Regions from separate parts of the Capsicum annuum genome. Here region 1 is linked to region 2. A link is a contact called in public Hi-C data. All regions are on one chromosome and are shown on one strand. The core of a region is the stretch at or near the end of the contact, and the rest is flanking DNA. Distances in the headings are between cores, read along the strand shown.

Region 1 (5,760 bases), core at 2,315-4,814, 230 kb before region 2:
CAAAGGTAGGAATCTTATAAGGTCCCCATATATCCATATGAACTAATTCAAAGCATGCTAAGGTCTTAGTAGAACTAGAAGGAAAGGGAAGCCTGACTTGCTTAGCAGCAGGACAAACTTTACACTTGGAGAGTTGTTTACAGATGACCTTACTATCTATACTATCTATAGAGAGCAACTGTTTTAGTACATGGGAGGACACATGTCCTAGTCTTTTATGCCATATATCTATATCTAAAGTGACAGAATTAAGAGCCTTAGTAGACTGGCCACAGCTTTCAGTTTTCAACCCATCTTTAGCAAGTTTATTGTCAGTGGAATTGATAAAAAGATATAGACCAGCTTCTTCTTTACCAATCCCCTTCACCTTCCCATCGGAGAGATCCTGAAATACACAAAAATCAGGATAAAAAGCAACCAGACAATGTAATTCTTTTGTTAATTTAGATACTGACAATAAGCTAAAGTTGAACTATGGTAAATAGAAAACATTAGTCATAGTGTCCTGTACAAAGACCCTACTTGAGCCAATATGAGTGACTATAGTTGTGTCACCATTTGGTAAATGTACTGTCTTTGGATCAGTTAACTGTGTGATTGATTCTGATCAAGAAATTTTAAATCAGCAATCATATGGTTGGTTGCACCAGTGTCAACAATCCATTGCAGATTGTTCAATCTGTGTAAACCTGTTGACTCAACCATGTTACCTGTAGAATATGTTGTATGCTTAGTTTGTTCCTCCTTGTTTAGCAGCTGCAGAATTTGATTATATTTATCATTTGTAAAGACACAAGGAGTAGTCTGAGGCGCCTGCACCATCTGACCACCAAGCTGCATCTTTGATTCAACAAATTGGTTAAGATTTCCACTGCTCAATTCTTGCATATCACCAGAACTGTCCTGAGATGTGTACTCAACAGCAGCACTACACACAGCATTATGCCCATACTTCTTAGATTTGAAGTCGGGAGGATAGCCAACCACTTTCCAACAGTTTTCTTTGGTGTGACCCCTAATTTTGCACACTTCACATGGCAGATTATAATTTTTCTTAAATCTCTGACCCTGTTGCACTCCAGACTTGTTATACACTATAGATCCAACCCCTTTTGAAAACATTGCAGATTCATAACCTGTAGACACAGGATTAGAACCAAGAATTCCTGCATATCTTTGACCTTCATCACTTACGATCATTGCATATGCTTGGTTAATTGAGGGTGATGGATTCATCATTAGGATTTGACTCCTAGCCTGACTATAGGCCTCATTCAGTCCTATAAGAAACTGGAACAATTTTAACTTTTGTAAGTGAGCAACATAGTCTTTTGAAGTATCACAATTGCAGCCGGGGATGGGCACTAGAGCCTCAAATTCCTCCCATAGATCTTTCAATCTTGAGTAGTATATTGAAACAGATGCAGATGCAGTTCCTTGAGAAAGTGTTGCAATTTCTTTATGATTGCTGAAGGTTCTTGAACCATCAATCTTGTTAAACCTTTCACACAAATCATTCCATACCACCTGAGCACTTGTAGCATACATGATTCCACCTAATAAATTCTTAGCCACATAACTCAAGATCCAAGATATTACAATAGCATTTACCCCCTCCCAATGATTAGCCATATCAGCTGGAAACTTATCCTTAGAACTAGAGCCATTAACTAACCCCAATTTGTTTCTACCTAATAGAGATAATCTCATAGATCGAAACCAGATGGAAAAATTCTCAATTCCAGTAAGTTGAAAAGAAATGATCTGAAGACCACTTACATTAGTGAAGTGCAGAAACAAAGGGTAATTGTAGTCAATTTCCATGGCTCCTTGAGTTCCATTTACAGCTGATGGACCATTGGATGTATCAGTAGGTGTTGCTGCCATTTGTAGAGATTTCTTGCTCAAGCTTTAGCTACTGTTTTCTACGGAATAAACCCAACGACCTTTGCCATGATTGGGATTCTTGATTCTCAAAATTGCAAGGCTTTGATACCATGAACTTAATCTGAGTTCTTGAATCAAGAACTCAGTTGATAAACTCAGAAAGCAGAGAAACCAGAAAGCAGAAAGCAAGCAGAGCAAGAAGAGAAGATGAGGAAGAAGAAACTTGAGGAATTTTCTTATTATTAATTCTCTCTTATGTTGAAAGAGTTATCATCACATATGTATATATAGTGAGAAAAAGGATTGTTCTAGGCTCACCTATCCATAACTAACTAATTTCCAAATAACTGTTAAACCAGTTAGTAACTAACTTCTCAGAAAACAGTTAACACTTTTGTAAAGAAAAGATTGCTTTCTTCTGGTACTTCAACAAAAAGAATTCCTGATTCTGATTTGAAAATTTGCAGCATATGCATTGTGATCCTGTTTCAACCAAAAGCCCCTCCCGAATCCTTTTGTCCCACATAATTAAGATTCCTCCACTAGCCCCTTCGAACTCTACATGAAGTTCTATTATTCCAAATGCTATGAATTAAACTGCTGATGTTTCCTTGTAATTTCGTATCCAAAAGAATATAAACATCTGCCCCCACGGCTTAAGCAAATTCCTGACTAACCCTTTTTTTCCTTCATGGTTTAACCCCCTAACATTCCAAGACACTATTTTTACCCTCATTGTTCCAAATTATTAATTTCCTCCCTCTGTTCCTTGGCTCACCCGCTTTGAATTTCACATGAAAAATGAGATTTCTCAATCCTTTGGCACTGCTTGGTTGCTTGTATTGCTTGCTTTACCCCTGCTATTCTGTTTCTCCCTTGTATTTCTTTGGCTCATTCTCCTTATTAAGGAAAAAATTCTCTCTCATATCCCTTTGTGCACACCCCAAACATTGGGCTCAATTTGACTAAATTGATGTGGAATTTCACCGTTGCTTGAGACTTAAAAACCCTCCTCAGTTATGCTGGCATTAACTGCTAATGGACTAGGTGCATGTAAAAGTTCCATCCGATCCTCTGAAAAATCCATTGAGTCATCAATGACCACACTAAAAACCTCCATGTTGTGGCATTAACTGCTAATGGACTAGGTGCATGTAAAAGTTCCATCCGATCCTCTGAAAAATCCATTGAGTCATCAATGACCACACTAAAAAACTCCACGTTGTTGTATTTCTTGTTGAGTCCTGTATCTTTTTCCTCAGAATAATGTGCATGTTGCAGATTTTCTTCCAGCTGGTTTTGAGCTTCTCCACTCATGCGCATGTAATACTCAGTATCTTCATCTACGGAGGAGTGGTCAAGAATTTTTTTCTGAGGATCCCAGCAAAGGTCGATAGTCAATTAAAGGCTCAACAAAGTTCTTGGGCTTATTTAGGAGGCCCAACATACTTTGGGCTTTGTCTTTTTTCTTTTTTTTTTAAAAACTAGTCTTCCTTCTTTTTTTTATATAACACAATTACTTATTTGTCTCTCGATATCTCAAATATTCTAAACAACTCCATACATATTTATCTTTCATCTTTTTTTTCTTTTTCTTTTCTATTTTACTTCAATTTTATTTTATTTTCTCCCTTTTTTTTTTAGTTTTCTCAATCTTACTTTTTTCACCTTTCTCCTCTCAACTTCTATTTTCAAAAAAAAAAAAAAAAAATCTTTTTTTATTTTACTTTGATTTTTATTTTTTATTTTTTATTTTTTATTTTTTATTTTTAGTTTTTCTCAATCCTTACTTATTTTTTCGTTTTTCCTCTCAACTTCTACTTACTTTTTAAATTTTTTCAAATTTTTATTTTTTTTATTTTTAAATTTTTTTTAATCTTTATTTTTGTTTTGTCTGCTTTTTGGTTTTTTCTCAACCTTGATTTTTTTTTCCTTTTCTTTCCTCAGCTTCTATATTTTCTTTATTTTTTTTATTTTTCTTTTTTCTTTTTTAATATTTTCTTCGTTTTCTTCTTTATTCACAATTTATATTATTTTTTTTCTTTTTTCGATTTCTTTCAATCAAGTTACGCTTCATAAATAAGAGTTGACACTATTACATTGTAGAGACAAGACTCATGATTTTCAAACAAGAAGTTACATTTCATGAGCAAGAATTGACATTATCAAATCGTATTTTGATTTATGAGATGTTCTATAACTCTTACCTTAGAGGCAAGACTTAGCTCAAGAAATTTCAAACAACAAATTATGTCCCGCAGGCAAAAGTTGACACTACCAAGTTACGTTTTCATTTATGAGATGTTCTCAACTCTTGTTTTACACTCTGTTTGGATAATGATTTGTCATGATTTCATAATGTATGGTACAGTATAGTATAATATTGTACTGTATGGTATAGTACAATATAATGTTTGAATGGACTATATCGTTCACTATTGTTTAATAACAGTTTTTTTATTTGGTTTGATGGTATGGTACTGTATAGTAACGGATAAGTTTTCTAAAATGTCCCTAATTATTATAAATTTTAAATTTATCAATAATCGTTAATAAAATAATTTTCTTTCCACAAATTTATCATAAATCATGCCTTGTAAACATATTAAGTTGTTAAATTCATAAAAAAACATCTTTTAATAATTATTTTTACTAAACTTTGGTCTGCTGCCAGAAGGGCGTATCACGGGAGGACAGGAACCATAGTTATTTAAATTTCTAACATTTAAGATTTCATTATCATGATTTAATGTACTTTATAGTTGGGATTCTATCTATCAGTTGTAACTTAAGTGCTTTTATTTGATATTTGATCTCATATTTGATACCACATGTGTTACATTAAAGGAAATTAATCTTGCAATAAAATAGCAAGATAAGTAAAGTAATTGAAGTAACAGATAGTAGTAACAATGTGCAATTATAATCCACCTAACTACGAATAGAATCAAACTATATCATCCATTTTGAAAATCAATAAATACAATATTTCTTTTTATTCATTTAAGAGACAGCGCCTTGTACAAGAAGTTCAAATCAAGAGAACGTCCTAATATACACTCCAATGAACTAGCAATTCAGCAATAAGAATTCAAGTGAAACAAGACTCAAATTTCCTTCCAAGCACCAACTTTTAAAGAAAATAGGCATCTTAAAATAATAAGCAGTTAAAGTTTAAAAAGGCATACCTGAGAGAACGAGCGTAGAAGAAGAGAAGGTGGAAGAATGAAAAAGAACCAAAGGAGAAGTACGCAAAAACGCAGAGGAGAGATAAACAGAAAAGCTAAAAATAAAAATATATTAGGGTTAAAAGTGATATAGGGTGAAGGGTAAAGAGGGATTAAAGAATATTATATAAGGGCATAATTGAAAAAAAAAAAAACATGGGATACCACCAAATCGGTGGTTCTGAAAATTGAGAGATTTCATGGTTACCAAACCATGAAAACATACCATACCATACCATATCTTTTAAAAAACAATCAAAATAAACATTGTTTCCTTGGTAACCATACCATACCATGGAAAACCACCATCCAAACAGGGGCTTAGAGGCAAGAAATAACTCAAGGACATTCAAACAACATTATGCCCAAGAGCAAGAGTTGATACTACCACGTTATGTCGTTCATTTATGAGATGCTCTACAGCTCTTGCCTTAGAGGCAAGACTTAGATCAAGGACTTTCAAACAATAAATTATGCCCACGAGCAAGAGTTGACACTACCACGCTATATCTTCATTTATGAGATGTTTTATAACTCTTGCCTTGGAGGCAAGACTTAGTTCATGGACTTTCAAACAACAAATTATGCCCCACGGGCAAGAGTTGACACTGCCATATTATGTATTCATTTATAAGATATTCTACAA
Region 2 (5,583 bases), core at 3,058-5,557:
CTCATAATGCTCTACAAATCCCTCACACCACCACCACGTCAAGTGACACACAAATCGTGGATAGCAATTCCCAATAGACCCTTGAGAATTATTGTAATCACTTGTAAATGGTGTGATCTGATTTCTCAAAAATTTGAAGCTTAAGCTTCATCAATGGCGTTTTACAGATCATTCTTCAAGTTTCAGGCAACCAATTTAGTAAATAATCTTAATTTAAGATCCAAATAAATATCTCAAGTAATTTTAACAATTGGTCGTTATATCTTCGTTAGGGGTGTTAACGGTTTGATTTTTAACCAAATCGAACTGCGATCCAAACCAAACCAATTAAAAAAATCGATATTTGGTTAGGTTTGGTTTTGAATTTTAAAAAATCGATATCAATTTGGTTTGGTTTGATTTTACTCTAAAATAACCGACAAAATAACCAAACCGAACTGATATATATATATAAATATATAAATATATATATATATATATATATATTTATATATATATACACACACACAATTATTTATTTATTATTTATAAATACAATCTAAATATTTGTTACATTTTATATTTTAATCATGATTTAACTTTAGTTGTAACACATTCAGTCATATGTCTTCATCCAGTTGACAGTACCTTATGAGATTCTAAATGAATTTCGCATTTTGAATGACAAATGATACTAATTGTGAAAATAATATCTTATTGCATATTGAAATTTACAACTGAGATTCATTAGACTATAGACAATCACTAGTTTTAACTTTCTTTTTGAACCTTGTTGAGCAAGAAGTTTATGTGTTCATCTTTTGGGGATTTATCATATCATTATGTTTAATATTATTTTTAAATATTTTCTTAGAAGTGTTCATATGGTATTGTCATGGCTTTGCCGAAGTATAACACTCAGTTGACATCATAGTTTCAAGGTTGAGATACAACACTCGGTTGACATCTCATATGTTAGATTGTATTTGTTTTATAAATTTTCAACTTTTATCATTTGCTAAAGTTATAAACCGAAAAAACCAAACCAAACTAAACCGACAAGAACCAAACCGATGGTTATTTTTTTATTTGGTTTGGTTTGGTTTTAGAAATTTTAAAACCGACTAAGTTGGTTTGATTATGGTTTTTGACCAATAACCGACCCAAATCAACCCATGAACACCCCTAATCTTCGTAAATATGAAAATGCAGCCCCTCTTCTTCATCTCTTTCGCTCTGAAAAATGGATGCAAAATCACCTTAAATCTTCTCCAAATTATCCCAATTTTAGAATGGGCTCCTATCAGATTTTTCATTCTTTTGATATATTATCCACTCAAAAGGAATCTCGTTTGTTGTAAATCAAATTTGAACCCAAGTTTTTGAACAAGCGTTTATGGTTTTTTACAGGTGGTGCTTCAGTTTTCAACCTTCAAACAACCCCAATTTATTAAACAACCCGAAACAATGATTCAAAACTCTTCAAACAATCAATCAACTCAGTTGCTCCCAATTCAAGAATATTGATCCAAAAATAAGATTCAAGACGCACATCGATCAATTTGAACGTTTTGGCCTACAATGGAGTTTTTAAAATAATAAATCAAAAAGGAAAAGAATAAATTTTGAAAATAAGTTTTTAAAAAGGAAGAAGAATTATTGTTGAAGATGGAGAAAAAAATAAGGAGAAGAAGAAAGGGAAAAATAAAAATTTTTAAAAAAAAGAAGAAAAATTACTATATTTATACATGGCAGAGCGTGTGTGTACTACTGCCTACCAAAATATTGGTTATGCTTACTCAGTGTTGTATTTATTTCATTTTAAAGAAGTTCAGGGATAATAGAATCCCCGCAAAGTTAATACATGTTACAACAATTTTCGTCAAAGTTTGAATATATTTCGAACCATTTTCCCAATGTATTAGACAAATGGTAGTTGGTCATCTTTATATATTTTCTATTGTTGAATTACAAAAAGCACAGTATTAATATTCATTTGAATTGGTATTATTTAATAGAGAAATAATTATAGATAAACTATGAAAAACTTTAACAAATAATTTATTTTATTTAATTAAAATGGCAACATGAAATAAAAAACATATCAAAAATTTTAAATCAATAAACATATAGTTAAAACTCAAACGAAAGAGGGGACATAAAAAACATATCAAAAATTTTAAATCAATAAACATATAGTTAAAACTCAAACGAAAGAGGGGACAATTGTTGTCATTACATTTCAACGTTAAATCGTTTAAGTAAATGAAAAATATGTGCTAAATATAAATTTTTTGATAAAGATATCTTGCTTTAAAAAAATCAAATGGTGGATCGGAATAGGGAAAGGAAGAGGGTCGTATATATATTGTTAATTTACTTAGAAAAGGCGTAGCATAAAGTTTCAAGGTATTCATGTGGTATACAAGAGGGCAATTAAGAACATGTTTGATGTCAAGAGCTGAATAAGGATAATGGGAGGAGATTTGGAACACTTTTTAATCATGACGGGATAGCACTAGAAACCAACTCTTAATTATGTTTCTTTTTGCTGGATGAATTAACGTGTCATATCCAAGATGAGCTCATGATGAAGCTGACATTAGGCTAGAGGTCTGGAGACAAAAACTGGAGTCTAAAATATTCAAGTTGAGAAAGACAAAACCGAATACCTCGAGTGTCACTTCAGTGATGTGTCAAAACGTTGACATGGAGGTGAGGTTTATATAGACGATCCCCAAAAGAGGAAGTTTCACGTGTCATGAATCTTTAATTCAAAACATTGGGAGATTGATGATAGTATCACATATCATTTTGATGTAGGATGGATGAAATGGAGGTTCACCTCCGATGTCTTGTGTGATAAGAATGTATCATCAAAATTTAAAAAGAAAGTTCTACAGATTGGTGGTTAGATTGATTCTATTCTATGGGGCAAAGTGTTGGTCAGTTAAGAACTCTTATGTTCAAAAGAAGAGAGCGGTGAAAATGAAGATGCTAAGGTAGATGAGTAGGCATACTAGTAAAGATAAGATTAGGAATGAGGATTTGGGGATAAAGTTGGAGCGACATCCATGGTGAAATAGATGGGGGAAGCGACACTAAGATGATTCGAGCAAAGGAGATGCACAAATGTCCGAGTGAAGAGGTTGGTTGTGGTTAGTTTAAGAAGGGATATAGATAGGCTAAAAAAGTATCAAGAGAGGTTTTCAGACATGACCATGACATATCTAAAACGAACATGACCTTTTGATTGGAGGTAATGGTGGTCGCATATCAAGATAGAGTAGGTAAGTTTTGGCTCGCTTTTCTACGAGATAGGTTTAGTGGTAGTAAGTTTTGGCTCGCTTTTCTACGAGATAGGTTTAGTTGCAGTTTGGTGCACTTACCTTTTTCGCCGTACATACCAATAGTACTAGCACTATTCTCATAATTTCTTGCACAATAATCTCTGTTACCGTGATTTCCAATGCTTTGGTTATGCACAATTTGCATATTGTTATTATTCCTTGTTTGTTGAATTTTGCGTAATATTTTCCTATTATTTGTTATATCTTCTGTATTTTTCTTCGTAAGCTGCTTTAATGTGTGCAACCCAACCCAAGGGTCTCTCATGAAAAGAGTCTCTTCTCCCTTGAGGTAAGTACATTCACCCTATCCTCCCAGTTCCCATCTATGAAATTGCACAAGCTGTATTGTTGTTATATTTTCGCCTTTTTGAAAGAAGCTGAACTTTTACCTTCTCCATGATATTTGAAAAATTACTTCTACTATTTGAGAAAACACTTTCTAAGTTGAGCATCAAGTACAAGATAACCCTTTCGCTATAATCACCAGATGGAGCTGGATCTCAAATATTAGCTCCATTCTGGCACTACGTTTGGCTAGCTTACAGATCCAACATCAAATTTAACCATAATTCTTTTTTGTTCATCAATCATCTCCAAACAAACCGAGAGAGGAGACGGTGAGTCATCAAGCAACAAAAACCAGAACACCTCAGAATTGAAAATGGAAATGCATGCAAATAACAATAGCTTCTGATCATCCACATTGAAAAGGTTATCCCTGGGTCAAACAGTTGAGTTTCCACAAAGGGAAGGATTTTTTTTTTTTTTGGTTGGAGGGTGGGGGGGTGGGGGGGTGGGAGGGAGGGAGGGGGGAGGAGAACTGACAAACTATGTATAAAGACAATCCCAATGGGGTACAAACCGACACTGGAAGAAGAGAAGAAAGAAAAACATGATAACTAGTTATGCCTTTCCAGCTCACCCCTCTCCAGAACTCGAATAGCGTAGAACCCACAACATAAATGAAACTTATTTTTGTCGTGGGGCCAAGAGAGGGAGGCAGCAAAGGAAGCTACACAACATATCCATTCAACCCCTATTTTCACTCTTCAAACTCGTGCATGTGATCTAAAAGGTAGTTAGCAGCGAGCTCCTCATTTTTGTTGCAGGCAAAGAAAACCTCCAGTACAAGGTCATGATCAAAGCCCATTTGCTCAAGCTGCAAAAAGAGGAGAAAAAAAGACAAACAAGTTCTCAAATAAGGGAACAAAGCAAATAGATACACAAATACACAACCACCATGTCACTGATCACTTACACGTTCTATGGCTTCACGCTCTTCGGGTGTTACGGATATAGCCTGTGGCATTGCGGCTGCAAGCTGGCCCAATATATTGTTGCTGATATCAAATAGGGAAAACATGAATCAGTACTAGCATAGCCTTGTATGAGAGTCATTGAAAGCTGAAGAGTAAACATACCCTTCTCCTCCTTCAACAGGCTCATTGATAAGGCGAAGAAAATCAGCCTGGTGCTCCTGTATAAGCCTCATTAGGTGGGGATTCTGCTTGCCTAGCTCCTGAAGCATGGGCTGCCAACAAAGAAAAGAATGAAAAGAGAATCTACACAAATTTTTCCAGGTAGTCCAAACAAGAGACAAACTCAAAAGACAGATTATTTCTGTAAGGAGTGAAACCTGCAAAATTTGTGGATTGGCCTGAACCATTGCCCGTAAAGCTTGGAACTGAGAATGACAATAATTTAGATGAACTTCGCTAAAATGAATTTTCCAGAACTCTGAGGAAGGAAAATGCATGTAGTGAAGGTCAAGAAAATGTCACACAGCATACCTGTTGACTGTTCCTTAGAAAGTCTAAGGTGTTCGCACCAGCAATATTAGATCCCACACTGGGAAGACCCTGCATGAACACAAGGATGACTCAACAGTAAGGTTAGTAAAGTGTTTGCTTTAGGTCCCAAAATTTTGAGAACCCAAAAAACTTTAATAGTAGAATAATATTGAAGATTATAAAATACATACAAAATTTATATCTAAAAAGGGAAGAAAAAAAAAAAAATATATATATATATATATATATGTACTTTTTACCAAAAACATTTGACATTAAACAACTCATTCATACTAATAAATAACTTTAAATTATCATTATTATTGTGTGTAAACATTTTAAGGCAATTTGGCCTTCGGACATTAATTTTTATTAAGACGCAACATCACATCAAAAACTTATCCTAAAATAATTCATCCCAGCCATTCCCCCAGAGAACAAGAATAAAAACATAAAATAAACTG

What was found. A called contact is a pair of places that touch in the nucleus more often than the background predicts.
Region 1: a contact with region 2 is called in a Hi-C map of leaf, with 2.3 times the contacts expected there. The contact joins the promoter of LOC107870802 here to the enhancer-like site in region 2. A contact is called at or near these places in 2 of 5 Hi-C or Micro-C datasets (leaf and placenta).

What each region holds. Positions count from the first base shown.
Region 1 is chr5:128,320,514-128,326,273 of UCD10Xv1.1, reverse strand. LOC107870802 reads right to left here and starts at 3,564. Exons shown (of 2, transcript XM_016717449.2): 1 at 711-3,564. The coding sequence starts at 1,887. All of the region lies in intron 1 of LOC107870804, which reads right to left.
Region 2 is chr5:128,091,150-128,096,732 of UCD10Xv1.1, reverse strand. LOC107870806 (ubiquitin receptor RAD23d) reads right to left here. Exons shown (of 12, transcript XM_016717454.2): 8 at 5,120-5,188; 9 at 4,966-5,013; 10 at 4,751-4,860; 11 at 4,588-4,669; 12 at 3,985-4,488. The coding sequence ends at 4,372. Among protein-coding and RNA genes, the nearest start is that of LOC107870806, 16 kb to the right of the region's middle. Within about 2 kb of position 4,307, at least 5 of the 5 cell types and tissues checked have an H3K27ac peak or open chromatin away from gene starts, as enhancers often do. A contact at or near this core is called in leaf, where this site is marked.